Linked DNA regions of Gossypium hirsutum: all the other regions are linked to region 2. The links are chromatin contacts, called in public Hi-C maps. All regions are on one chromosome and are shown on one strand. Each heading gives the region's core, a stretch centred on a gene start, on an enhancer-like site or on the middle of the called end of the contact. The rest is flanking DNA. Distances are from core to core; before and after follow the strand shown. Region 1 has its middle 24 kb from the start of LOC121215720. Region 2 has its middle 28 kb from the start of LOC107949499. Region 3 holds the start of LOC107949497 (probable membrane-associated kinase regulator 2).

Region 1 (4,567 bases), core at 1,542-4,041, 210 kb after region 2:
GGGGCTAAATCGCATAAGTAATAAAAGTGTAATTTGCTTAAGGAGAAATAATTAGAATTCAAATAAGGGGTTTATATAGTAATTGTCTCCCTATACTATATATGGCCGGTTGATGTATTATAACATGTGTGATTTTATATTATAAAACATTAATAAATTAATAATAAATTATAATAATAAAACATGAATAAAGTTTAAGTAATAATGGCCTTAGTGGAGTGAAAGAGAAAATAAAAATTTCTCTAATCCTCCTTGCATTCCATAGATAGAGAAAGAAGAACGAGAAATTCGACCATGGCAATCTAGACTTTGAAGCTAAATTTGATTAGTGTAGTTTAGTTATTTTCTTGTAATTTTTATGTTTTTAGAATTTTGAGAACTCAAGCTAGTTGACCCATGTTGTATTTTTCATTATTGTTAAAGTTTTTGGATGTTACCATTGTTGAGCAATTGAAGTTTTAGGGACCAATTTGATAGATTTTAAGTTTAGTATTGAAAAAGGACTAAATTGTAAAGTCAATTGAAAATTTTGTGCAATAGGCACGAAATTTCACAAATTTCAAAATTTGTGATGGAAATGTAAAATAGGAACTTAAATTAGGTCTAAAGTGAAATTGGTATAAAAATTGGAGGTTTAATTTGAAAGTTATGTTAGTCTCGGTTTTAAAGACTAAATTGAATAAAATTAAAAGGTCACGTAAATTAGCAATTGAGTGTTATAATGATTGTGTATTGAGGATTTAGTGTATTTATGTTATTTTGTAACTAACGTTGACCCGAATTCCTCAAAACAGAAAGGAAAAGATAAAGTCATCGACAAATAGTTCAAAGTTTATAGTTTGTATTTCTATAACCCAAACCTTTTCAATTATTGTAATTACGAACTGCATTGCGTGGCAATAACATAAGGTAAGTTGGAGATGATTGAACGAGCTGAATTGAATTGATTTGAATTAGTTGATTGTGATAAGGACTAAATTAAATAGAATTGAAAATATGATATATCTTTATAATTGTGAAATTGAATTCAGTTGGAGATAAATTATGCTGTCACATATGTGAATTGATGATTGATTGATGAAATTATATTGTGGAATTGTGAAATCATGTATAAAAGAAATTGAAATAAGGGTGGATAGTGGATATTAGTTTATAAGCTCGGTTTAAGATATGTAAATATATTGAATAAGTAGGTAATGTATTATGACTTGTAGATTGACATGTTAAAATGCATTATAAACTTTATATTATTTTTTAATGTTTGATTATAGAAATACTACTGAGTATACTTAGTGTATGGTTTTGTTTTTCATGCACAAGTTAGGTATTTTAAGATTCGATCGTCGACTCAGCATCCAGCGACAATCCTGAACTCAAGTGTTGGTGATGTTTTCATTTTGGTTTTGGCATGTACCTAGAATGTCTTATGGTTATAATGATCATTTTGGAATTTATTGGCACTTTTGGAATTATGGATATATATATATATCTGTAAGTGTTAGAAATGGTCATGTTGTTGTTATCTTGTTAAAGTAGTTTTAGCTATATGCATAATGGTTTAATGGTTGAGAAAGTGATATGCTAGATGATGTGTTTTGGTTGATAATTGGTTATGGAAATAATGATTGGTATTTATGCTTATAAGTTGTTTAGATAATATGCTATGCAATAAGTACATAAAAATGCATGTTTTATAAGGTTGGGTTGAGATTGCTCATATGGCAAAAATTGGATGTAAATTTGTTGATTGTGCTGAAGTGTCTTCGAAAGCATATTGAAATGAGTTGAATGTGGCAATTTAGTTGATTTTGAATTGCTGAATTGGGGTGCCTTATGAGACATATTTGTATGCCCTAGGTTGATGTTTTTCAGGTTTATAATTATAGCTAAGGTTATCATTTAAGCTGCAGATGATTTGGAAATGAAATGGATATTTTAAATATTGGTCTTTATCATTTTTAAGTTTAAGTATCAATAATTTGATATTAAACAGTTTTAAAACAAATAAAATGACAAAATAATATCGATATTTATTTGAGTATCGATACTTTAAAATACTTAAATAAATATCGATACTCTTATTTTGCAAAATAATTTAAACTAAAGTCTAAAACGTATTAAACATTAGTTTTTTTTACTTAAAAAAAAAGCAAGTGTTAATAGTTAAAATGTAGAACTGTGTATGATAGTGGAAAAATTGTGATATTTAATTACAATGAAACTTTTCAAGTGAATACAATTTTTCATCGTGATTTTGATCCTTTTTACTCTCTACTCCTTTTTTTTATTATTAAAAATTGTGCTTGTGTTATTAATTATTTGTAATTTACTCTTAAGTAATGTGTACTTTATTTTTATTCGATTCGATTTGGAATCTTTCAATTTAGCTGGAATAAAACTTAAAATTAAATTTAGTTAATAAAATTAGACTTATTAACTAAATTTTTTTTACTCAAATTCGACCTGACTGGATAAGATAAAATGACATCAGTTGTCAGCATGTTCTGTCTAAAAATTGATCTCACAGAGTGACAGCAAACCCTTGTTATCCATTCCATTCTTAAAATATTATGGAATCTCATATCTTGAAAATATATAATAATATTTCACCAAAAAATCCATCATTAATAATTCGATTGGTTTCCAATCCAATACTGTTTTGAAAAGAAAGAGTAAAGAAAAAGGTGGTTGTTGTGATAGTAGAAACTTATCCTTTTACAGATGAAAAGGACTGAATTGCAGAACCCAGAATTGGGCAATGCTTCCATTGTAAAATCACATGCGTGATAGTGTAGGGGGGACCTTTGCATTAATCAACTTGTAAAAAGAAGCTTTGACCTTCATCCATACCTCCCTCACATCATATTTCTATGGCAAAGTTCCCTTACCTGAAGGATAATGACTGCTTGATTTCTGGGTTTCATGTTCTTAAATTATTTTAACACACAGATGATTGATAGCAACCTTTCCATGAACTACGGTCCTTGGAGCAACCCCCACTGATATTATTATTACTTCTGCCAACCATGAAAAAGGGTCTCTTTAAAATTGACACAACATTACAAGTTTCCAACCTAATTTATAAAACATGTTCTTCAACAATGTCCTGCAATAGAAGGAAAGTTTCCTGATCCACCAGTTTTTGTGTTTCTCCCAGGGCCATGGGTTGTTGTTTCGGCTTGCTTTTAGGTTCCTAAAAAGGCCCAATTTTAAGGTTCTCCATTTTTTATATATATATAAAATCAAAGTTTAACTCAAAACAACAAAAATCACATAATATATATTAATGCGGGATGAGGAAATTCAAAACTTCCATCCAAAACACACAAAGCATGAAAAGCTTCAAGACAGGTAGATCTGAAAATTTTGGAATTGTAGAATCAAATAATGTAGAAATGAAAACTTAAAGGAACACTTTATTAATAATATAAATGATGAACAATAATTCTAAAAGAATTTAGAAAAAAACTTCAAGAAACGGTAATTTTCTGAAAAGCTTAAAAAAAGCTCAACAATGGTTTTCTCATTTCTGGAAAGCTTCAAGAAAGGTGGTTTTATGGAGAATTGAACAGTAATTCTAGCCTATTCATCCAGACGGTGATTAATATATTTTTATTATCAATTATTTAATTTCATTTAAACACTTTTATTATATATTAATAATATGAATAAAATATTTTTTTATTTTTAAGGGGAAAATTAAAATTTATGAGCTATTCTTGATGCATTCAACATTATTATTCTATTCAATCAAACTCTATAATATTTATATTTTATTTTATTTTTATTATAGTTTTATTCCATTACTCCTATCTATGCTAGTCGCATATCCAAAAAATAAAATAACGAAACCTAATTCCTTTCGCTCATTATCATTTTTTAATTGCTTTCACCGTTCTCTCTTTTTTTCATTTCTAAAATTCTCCTTGGTTGATTTAGAAGGCGATAGTCGGTGGTTGCAGATTGAAATGGTCGTTGGCCAGCAGGTACAAGAAAGCAACATACGACAGTGGAAAGAGCCGGACAGCAGTGTCACCATTAAAGCCTTTTGGCTTTGGCTTTTGTTTTTGTTTTTCTATTCATTTCCTTTATGTTAAATGCAAAAACCGATTCCCGTCCGGTTCAATTGCAGTTTTGATCGGATGGCGATTCAATCAACTTCTTTTTTTTTTATCTATTATCAGATCGATCTACCGATTATTCTGGGTCCGATTCCGAAAACTTTGGTAGAAGAAATTCAATCTACAATTTGCATCCAAATGCACCCATGATTTATAAGTGTTTCGTTGGGTTGAGTTTGAAGTTTCGCGTCACTTATGAATGGAGCAACTATTGTGAATTAGATGAACTGTTTATAAGTAAAGCTACCCAAATTTGATGAGATCAAGCTTGAATATTTAAGTTTCGAGTTTGACCTGTTTTTTTAATTTATAATATTTTATATTAGATTATTTTTATATATTATTTAATTTTCAATACGTTATCAAATAAAATTTATATTAAATATATAAAATTGTTAAATATTAAAATAATATAATATAAATATTTAAAAAATTAAAAATAAATG
Region 2 (4,277 bases), core at 1,623-4,122:
CATACTTCTCTTTCATCTTGATGGCCATAACATTGAAATCAACATTACTATTTAACTGAGCATCTCGTAAACGAATATCAATTTCAGAAAGCTCATCAAAAAAATTATTGGACGTGACATATGAAGTGCCAGATATACGCAAAGTGACTTCATAAAAGTGTTCCAAAAAATCCCTCAAGTTTCTAACATTATCCCAATCATCCACACTAGGCCAACCCTCTCCCCTTTCAAGTTCAGCCCTAAAATTTGTATCTTGCTCCTCAAATCTCTCAAAAGCTCTCTTAAAGTTCTGAGCAATGTCTAACATTAAGTAGGTCGAGTTTTACCTAGTACAAACATCAAGACACAACATCTTCTTGCACTCTATCTTTTCCACCACAACACACTCCTTAAGCTTTTGTAATCTAGCTGGAGATTGTCTCACATATCTAACAGCCCCCTAACACGTTCAACAGATTTATTCATTTCCTTTAAGCCTTCAACAACAATCAAATTCACAATATGTTCCATGCATCTCATATGAAGATATTTACCATTTTGAACTAAACCTCCTCGAGGGTTAAATTTCTTTCTCAAATAACCAATAGCAACATCATTTGAACTTGCATTATCAACAGTAACAGTAAACAACTTATCAATCCCCCAATTCAACAAGCATTTCTCAATCACCATCCCAATGGGCTCACCCTTATGACTAGAAATTGGACAAAAGTTTAAAATCTTTTTATTTAATTTCCAATCGTTATCAATAAAGTGAGCAGTGATACACAAATAATTAAGTCTTTGCAAAGAAGTCCATGTGTCAGTAGTTAAGAAAACTTTAGAATAAGAACTTCTCAAAAGTTGTTTTATCTTGACCCTTAGTTCGTGAAGGAATATGAAACCTAGGACATGCCACAAACATATATTTCTTAAAAACTTCACTTTCAACAAACTTGAAAGGTAATTCATCAATCACAATCATTTGTGCTAATTCTTTCCTACATGCTTCTTGATCAAATCTCCAAGTTGAAAGATTCCTTTCCCCCCTTCAACTCCCTTTCTAGGTAAAACTAGTTGTCCTTGACTAGTGTCAACAACATTACCAGGATTTTTCTTACATGAACCAATATGATATTTCAATGACCCTGTACCATTTTTTTCATATCACAACAAAATTCCTTTTGACAATAATTACATTTAGCCTTACTTGCACCCTCACTATTAATAATCTTAGTGAAGTGAGACCAAACTTCTGGCCTTTGAGGAGTGGCTTTTCTTTTCCCGGTAGTCCCTTTTGTTTGGATTAAAGCTCCAACTCCCGAATTTTTAGAATCTATTGAAGTAGGAGGTGTAACACTACCCTCAATAGATGTTGGTTCGGTTGACATTCTGCAAGAAAAGAAGTATATAATAAATTAAAATAATACGACAAACTTGGGGTCAAGGACAATATTATTTACAAAATCCAAAAACTTAATTAAATTGATACAATATTATTTAGATCATTATGGAACACATGCACTGCACCCTTCGGTATTCAACTTAATCAATTAAATTTGTTGATAAAGCCCAAGTAAAGTCAAACTAAGTAAATAAATATGCTTCTGCAGCAGATTTGGGTAGAGAAAATTATAGTTAGAGATAAAATTATTGTTGTTTTCCCATAATGAAAAATGATCATCAATGTGAACCCAATATTTATTTGATAATTAAGGTGTTCATTATTCTAAATAATAACATATACGACTAAATCATGAATATGAGTGTTTGATAAACATCGGCATCAACTAAGCGCTAAATCAGCCAAATTGCATGTTTTATTTATGAAGGGCCAAACGTTTTCCCCATTTCAGTAACGACATTCTTTTGAATTTTACTGACCTTTTAGGAGATATGATTACAATTTTTAATTTTAAATATTTTAAGATTCAAATGTTCGCATTTAATTATTTATTTTTAAACTCAAGTTAACTTATTTAGTTTACAGAAAGAAAATAGATTATTTGTAGTAATAAGACTTGACTATAATATAGGATTTTGTTATTTAATTAATGCAATATAAAATTTCTTAAAAGTAAATTTTATTAAATTATCCTTAATTACAAATAAAAAAGTAATTAAACTACGATAAAGGTTAACTATAAAGATGAAAGAAAAAATTAAAACAATAGTTTACACAAATGCCATAGTTTTTCAACTAATAAATATTTAACAATGAAAAAGATTAACTTAAAATAATAATTAATAAAGAAAGTAAGGCAACATCATCAACAGAATGTAAGGCAAATGTTAATTAAGGTTATCATTATCATAGGAGATTAGGTTATGGTTTATATATTAAATATAGATAAATTCTAACTTTGCCTTGATTCTTTTTCCAGTGAGAGATAGTTATAAACAAGCTTTTGGAGTTCAAGGAAATCAACAGAGAAAATCAACAGAGATAGTTATAAATTCTAACATTTTCTTTTCCTAGAAGAAAATCAAGAGAGAAAATGAGATTTTTTTTAAAATAATAATGAAAGAAAAGCATAAAAAGAGACATTATTACTAAAATAAAAGTAAGCAAAACCCAGAAATAAAAAGAAAAACTATTTTTTTTTAGAAAATAGAAAGAGTAAAAGAGAAGAAAAAACTACATTGATAAAAAATGAAGCTAAAAACACAAATGTCTAGCAGTAAGGAGAAATGGACAGCAAAAAGGTGTGAAATTAGAAGAAAGCAAACTTAGGTCTGGGTATTAGTGTGGTGGAATAGAAATGGACAGCAAAAGGGTGTGAAAATGGTGGGTTTTCCCGATTCGATTGAGATTGAGAATATTAGGGATTTAGGGGTGTTAGTGAAACTATGGAAGTCGACTGCTGTGCTAGTGTGTTGAGTGTTGAGAAAAAGTTTGGTTCTTGGAGGAGAGAAAATAAATTGGGCCAGGTTTAATTTGACCTGGTTGAGGCCCATGGTAATAAGGCTCCGGAATTTTTTTTAAAGCTCTGCTTTTGTTCTTCAATCTTGTTTTTAAATAATATAATGCATCGAAAAATATCCTTAAAAATTCATGGGTTTTGTCTAACATAAACAAATTTTTAATAACCAGATGATGAATAACAGCATCAATATCAGCAACAAAGTGTTGAACTCATTAATGTTAAAGAACCCAAAGCTTTTATTACTCGAATCCTGCAACAATTTATCTCAATTGTAAAACATGGGTTTGAAAACGATGTTTATGTGCAGATTTCATTAGTTTATATGCATTCAATGTGTCGAGATGTAAAGGTTGCTAACGAAGTGTTTAGTCGAATGTTGTCATCGAATGTGGTTTCATGGACGTCGATCATTGCTGGGTTTAATAAAATTGGGGATGTTGAAATGGCACGTGAACTGTTCGATAAAATGCCTGAGTTACCCAGCAAAATTCGGGTAAACCGAAAAAATCGGTTAACCGACCGGTTTCGAACCGAATTAACCGTTAATCGAAAAATTAAAAAATAATTAACATACCCTCGACCGAAAAAATTCGATTAACTGACCGATTAACCGAATTCGGCCGGTTAACCAAATTTTTTCGGTTTTAACCGAATTATGCACACCCCTAAGCACCGGTGGCTATTGAGTACAATGGCTAGGGTTTTCAATTGAGAAGAAGGAGGGAAAGAAAATAAATAAAATAAAAAATAGAAAAGACAATTGAATACGACAATTAGGGTTTTCAATTGAGAAAAATAAGGAAAATTTGAATGGGAAAGGAAAAAAGAATATGTGGAAAATAGATAATCAAATATGAGAAAGGAAAGAGAATAATATATATGGAAAATAGAGATATGAAAAGAAATTTAATATTTTATGGAAAATAGAGAATCAAATATGAAAAAAGAAAGAGAATAATAAAATTGAAAAATAGAGATATGAAAGGGTATTTAATATTTTGTGAAAAATATATCTCTATTTTCCATATATGTGATTCTCTTTCCTTTCCCATATTTGATTCTCTATTTTCCATAAAATATTAAATTCTCTTTTATATCTCTATTTTCTATATTTGTTATTCTCTTTCATTTCTCATATTTGATTATCTATTTTTCATAAAATATTCAATTCCCTTTCATATCTCTATTTTACATAGTTGTTATTTTCTTTTATTTCCCATATTTGACTTTCCCTCTCTCTCTCTCTCTCTCTCTCTCTCTCTCTCTCTCTCTCTCTCTCTCTCTCTCTCTCTCTCTCGTCCCTCTATTTCTCTCTTATATCTCTTTTTTTCTCTCTCATCTCATCTAACTTTATTTTTTTTCAAAATAGTA
Region 3 (4,450 bases), core at 1,798-4,297, 160 kb after region 2:
AACACCTAAGCAAAATCTCCATGCTCAAGCAATCAAAGCTTCATCCACTAAGTTGTTCGTTAATCATCACCAGAACTCCTTAATTACAAACCACATACCATAATCAAACTATTATAAACAGACCCAGGCCGACTTATTTTATTTTTCCCTAAAATAAAAATAATATAACTAAAGCACAACCAAAGGACATTGATAAAAAGTTTTTTTCTTCTTGGTGCTTAGTTCCAGCTTTTGCTTTCTTCACTGAAAGCTAAAAGTGATGGCGCTGAAATTGCCCATCTCATTCCCAATTTTCTTGCCACCATCTCCGAAACCTTATTCTAACACTATCGAGCCCGGCCACCAACCGCCGACCGAGATTTGATTCTCCTGCTAGAACAACGCCGAGAAATTCAACCACCGCTGACATGCCCAACAAGAAATCAAAGATGGCATTCGCCGTTACCGCCGCTTCGATTCTGCCAACAAGAAAAGGTAAGGAACGAACCACCAAAAGCAGCACCATGGATCACCAAGGAGAATTCTAGCCTCTAAAGCTTTAGGAGAAACAAAAGGAAAGAAAAACGAAAGGGGGGAAATGAAACAATACTGATGAGGAAGGTGGGGATGGAGGGAAGGTTGGGCGACAATGGAAAATACAACGGAAACAAATGTTTTTTAATGTTATATGAAGAATAAAATGGAAATTGAGAGAAATTTTAAAATGATAATAATGCCATGTGTTCGTCATTTGGTGCCCCGTCATTTTTCGTAACGGCTTGAGGTAAACTAGTTGACGAAATATCGTTGCAGCTTGAGGTAAACTGATTCCACGCACACCAATTGGGAATACCACGTTGAAGAATGAGGTATCAAATTTAAATACAAAAAGCAAGTTGATTATTTCGTCCACTTGCGGTTCAATCAAAGTCTACCAGGAGTTAAAGTTTATTTTAATTCCTCTACTAAAATTATTGATAATTTAAATAAAATATATCATACTCAATTAATTTACCCATAGTTCAAACTCATGAAAAACTAACCGTAAAAAAAAACTAATATATTTTTGAACTCTTTCAACCACGTAATAGTTAAAAAAATACATGAATTTTCTTTAAGCTGATTGGATTTTTTATGAATTGAGTCGGATTATAATATATTTTATTTAAATTACCAATAATATTTAATAAAATATAATGTATCAATTAAAAAAGAAAATTTATAGAAAGACTAAAATAAACTAAGTCAGTTGATATAGAATTGAGCAAACATGGGGAATAAATTTTTAGTACATAGGCCCATTTCACATAAGTCGTAGGTATGGCGTTATAAGTCATCAGGGCACACTCCTTGGGCTACAGTAATTGTATTATTTATAAGAATAATTTCATAAACCAAGATTGACATTATAAATTGCATGGTCGTCATAATTAACATTTACAATTGTGGGAATTTGCTTGCTGTCTGTTCCTTTTTCCCTGCTTTGGTTCCCCACTTTTCTATTTTTTTGACCATGAATTACAACATTATCCGAAATTAAATTTGGTGATAATAATGGAGCCTGCATTTGCATAACATCCTTTTTTTTCCTTTTCAAAGATGGATACAAAGGATCTGATTCTTCTCACTTTCCCAGAAACAGGAACCCTTCAGCTACAAAATAGTGAGAGAATTGCAAAAGAACCTAAACTAGCTTGCCTTTACTTTACACACACGGGAATTTTTTCCACCATTTCATGCTTCAAATTACTCCGATTTTTCATTAGAGCTTGACGACATGGAAGAATCTACAATAAACAAAAATAATGGTTCAGTAACAGAGATGGTAAAACAAAAAAGGCTGATTTTTTTTTTTTGAAGTAACAAGTAATGAGCTTTTAAATGAAGTACCTGGAGAACGATTGAAAGATCTTTTGCAATGCAAGATGGCGCTTTGAACGCCGTCCTCTTGCTGCAACTGAGAATCATCTCTCCTCTTGGACGAAACCACCGACGACGGAGGAGGAGCAGCCGCTACGGCGGAGGAAGCTGATCTATTACTTCCCAAATGCTTACAAACCACTCTAAGTCCCGCTGGAACATTCACACGCTTGCTGCTCTTCAAGTGCACCTCATTCTCTCCAACTGGTTCTTTAGCCACCGTAGACGGTGGGTTTAACTGCCCTGAAAACTTTAATTTCTCACCGTACCTTCTCGAAACCTTAACATAAAGTGGCTTGACTTTCTTTAAGTATCGTTGCATTACATCTTTGGAGAATCTCTTTTCATCGGAAACAGAACCGTCGGAGCTTTGCTGTTTTTGAGACTTACCGTTGTCTTTGGAGAACAGAGACATTATAGGAACCTCTTCAACCTTGAACTTCACTGTAAAAAACCTGTTCTTGTTGTACTTCTTGTTAGTACTGTCGTTTCCTACTTGCTTTTTTGGCGGCTCTGTTTTTTCATTTGAGTTAAGCTTCGTCTTCTTCAACTTCAACAAAAAAACACGAACCTTAGCAGCTGATTTCAACAATGAGACAGTGCATTGTTGAGGCTTTGACTCCAAAGAAGAGTTCGACTCAACGGGTACTGCAAAGTCGAACTCGGTTTCACTTTCACCATCGGAGCAACCACCGTCAGGTTTGGTATCAACCTCACTTTCATCATCTTCAACATTATCTTCTTCGTTGTCCTCAGATTCATCCTCATCAGGAACTGAAAATTCTAAGTCAAAGAAAGGTCCATCGTCGTCGTCGTCAGTATCCACTGCCAGATGAGTAGTGGCCGCCGTGACAATCGTGGTCGTTGTGCAACCAGAACTGGCGGAGGAACGTGTGTTAACACAAGCATTGGTACCGTCGCTGCCGCCGCCTCGCCAATACTTAAGCAAGCTAAAAGCTTCCATAGTTGGGAGAGCCAGTATAGAGAAAAAGAAGATAAAATTTGAATGGGATTTTTGAAATAGAAAAAGTAAAGTGAAAAAAAGGAGTGAGAGAAAGTGGGAGGGTTTAGGGGTAATGGGAAGTGCAGCAGACTGAACATAGAAGGGGGTAACCTTTTCTCGCAGGCAAGAAGGAAGGAAGTTTAATCTTCTTTTATAAGCTTAATTAAAATTTGTGCTAATATATAAATATAATACAAGTGAAAATCAAGGGTGATGAATCTACAACTTAATTATAACACAATAAATAATTTAATTAATTAATCATAATAAAAACAAGAGTGGTAAATTTAAGGTTTTTATGTGGATTTAAATTTAATTATATGTATATTTTTATTAGTTTTTATTAAAATAAAAAGATTAAAATACCCTCAAATAATATAAATTATTTAATTATTGAAAGATATTTTCATAATTTTTCTAATAAGAGCTTAAATAATACTATAGAAGTATAGATATATAACTGATGTAGATAATAATTTATACATATTACAAAAAATGTATAAAACATATTAAAATAAAGCTTTGATTGTGTAGTAAATTTAATGTTTTACTAATTTGATTAGTGTGGATTTAAATCTCACAATATGCATATTTTTATTGATTTTTGTTAAAATGAAAAGACTAAAATATCTTCAAGTTATGTAACTTATTTTAATTACAAGATATTCCCATAATTTCCTAAATGGGTTGGTGCCTAGTTGACTTATGATCCCAACTCAATTAAGAGCTTAAATAATAGTAAGTATACAAGTATAAATATATAATTGATGGAGATAATAAATTTTGTATATTAAAATAAAGGCATAATACAAAAAATAGCTCATAATATTTGGTTGTTTGGTCACTTTTGCCTTTTATTTTTTTTGGATCACTTTGGCCCCTAATGCTTTTTTTTTTTTGTCAAATTAGTCTATTTTTAACGGACATACTGACGTGGCCGCTAGTTGACTAATGTTCAACATTTATCATTGATGTGGTGGTTCAAATATAATTAAAAGTTGCACTATTTTGTCTTATATCAACAAATGATTTTAAAATTATTTTTAAAAATTATTAAAATGATTTTAAAATCATCATCATCATCTTCATTGTTCCTCATCATCATCCCCGTTCCCCTTCAAAAGCCTCCTTAATCATTTTCTGGGTTTTTGAAACTTGTTTTTAAAATTATTAAAATTATTTTAAAACCATCATCATCACCTCTGTTTCTTCTTCTCCATTGTTTACTGTATTAAAGAAATCTGTTCTTAAAATTCGAAACCTGTTCTTAAAATTCTTACACCAAATTCAAAATTTAAAAGACCTTACAAGACAAGCATAAACCTTTATTATTTTTGGTTTGGTATAAAGGAAGTCATGGCCAAGAGATAAGTTCTGGGTTCATTAACCTTTATTGTTGTTTACAAAAGTAATTACTTATCCAATAAAGAAAATTTGGATCCACTAAACCCCATAGCGAATGAAAACCCCCAAAATCTGCAAATAAATTAAACTTAATTCTCATTTCCTTTACTAACCCATATCATACCCATCCTCATCTCAAAAATT

What was found. A called contact is a pair of places that touch in the nucleus more often than the background predicts.
Region 1: a Hi-C map of leaf shows a contact between it and region 2, with 3 times the contacts expected there. The contact joins two enhancer-like sites. A contact is called at or near these places in 3 of 34 Hi-C or Micro-C datasets (all in leaf).
Region 3: a contact with region 2 is called in a Hi-C map of leaf, with 2.8 times the contacts expected there. The contact joins the promoter of LOC107949497 here to the enhancer-like site in region 2. A contact is called at or near these places in 5 of 34 Hi-C or Micro-C datasets (anther, hypocotyl, leaf and 1 more).

What each region holds. Positions count from the first base shown.
Region 1 is chrD03:32,225,245-32,229,811 of Gossypium_hirsutum_v2.1, forward strand. No RefSeq gene overlaps it. Among protein-coding and RNA genes, the nearest start is that of LOC121215720, 24 kb to the left of the region's middle. Within about 2 kb of position 2,792, at least 6 of the 9 cell types and tissues checked have an H3K27ac peak or open chromatin away from gene starts, as enhancers often do. A contact at or near this core is called in leaf, where this site is marked.
Region 2 is chrD03:32,014,554-32,018,830 of Gossypium_hirsutum_v2.1, forward strand. No RefSeq gene overlaps it. Among protein-coding and RNA genes, the nearest start is that of LOC107949499, 28 kb to the left of the region's middle. Within about 2 kb of position 2,873, at least 4 of the 9 cell types and tissues checked have an H3K27ac peak or open chromatin away from gene starts, as enhancers often do. A contact at or near this core is called in leaf, where this site is marked.
Region 3 is chrD03:32,174,703-32,179,152 of Gossypium_hirsutum_v2.1, forward strand. LOC107949497 (probable membrane-associated kinase regulator 2) reads right to left here and starts at 3,048. Exons shown (of 2, transcript XM_016884157.2): 1 at 1,870-3,048; 2 at 1,336-1,766. The coding sequence starts at 2,863. The coding sequence ends at 1,726.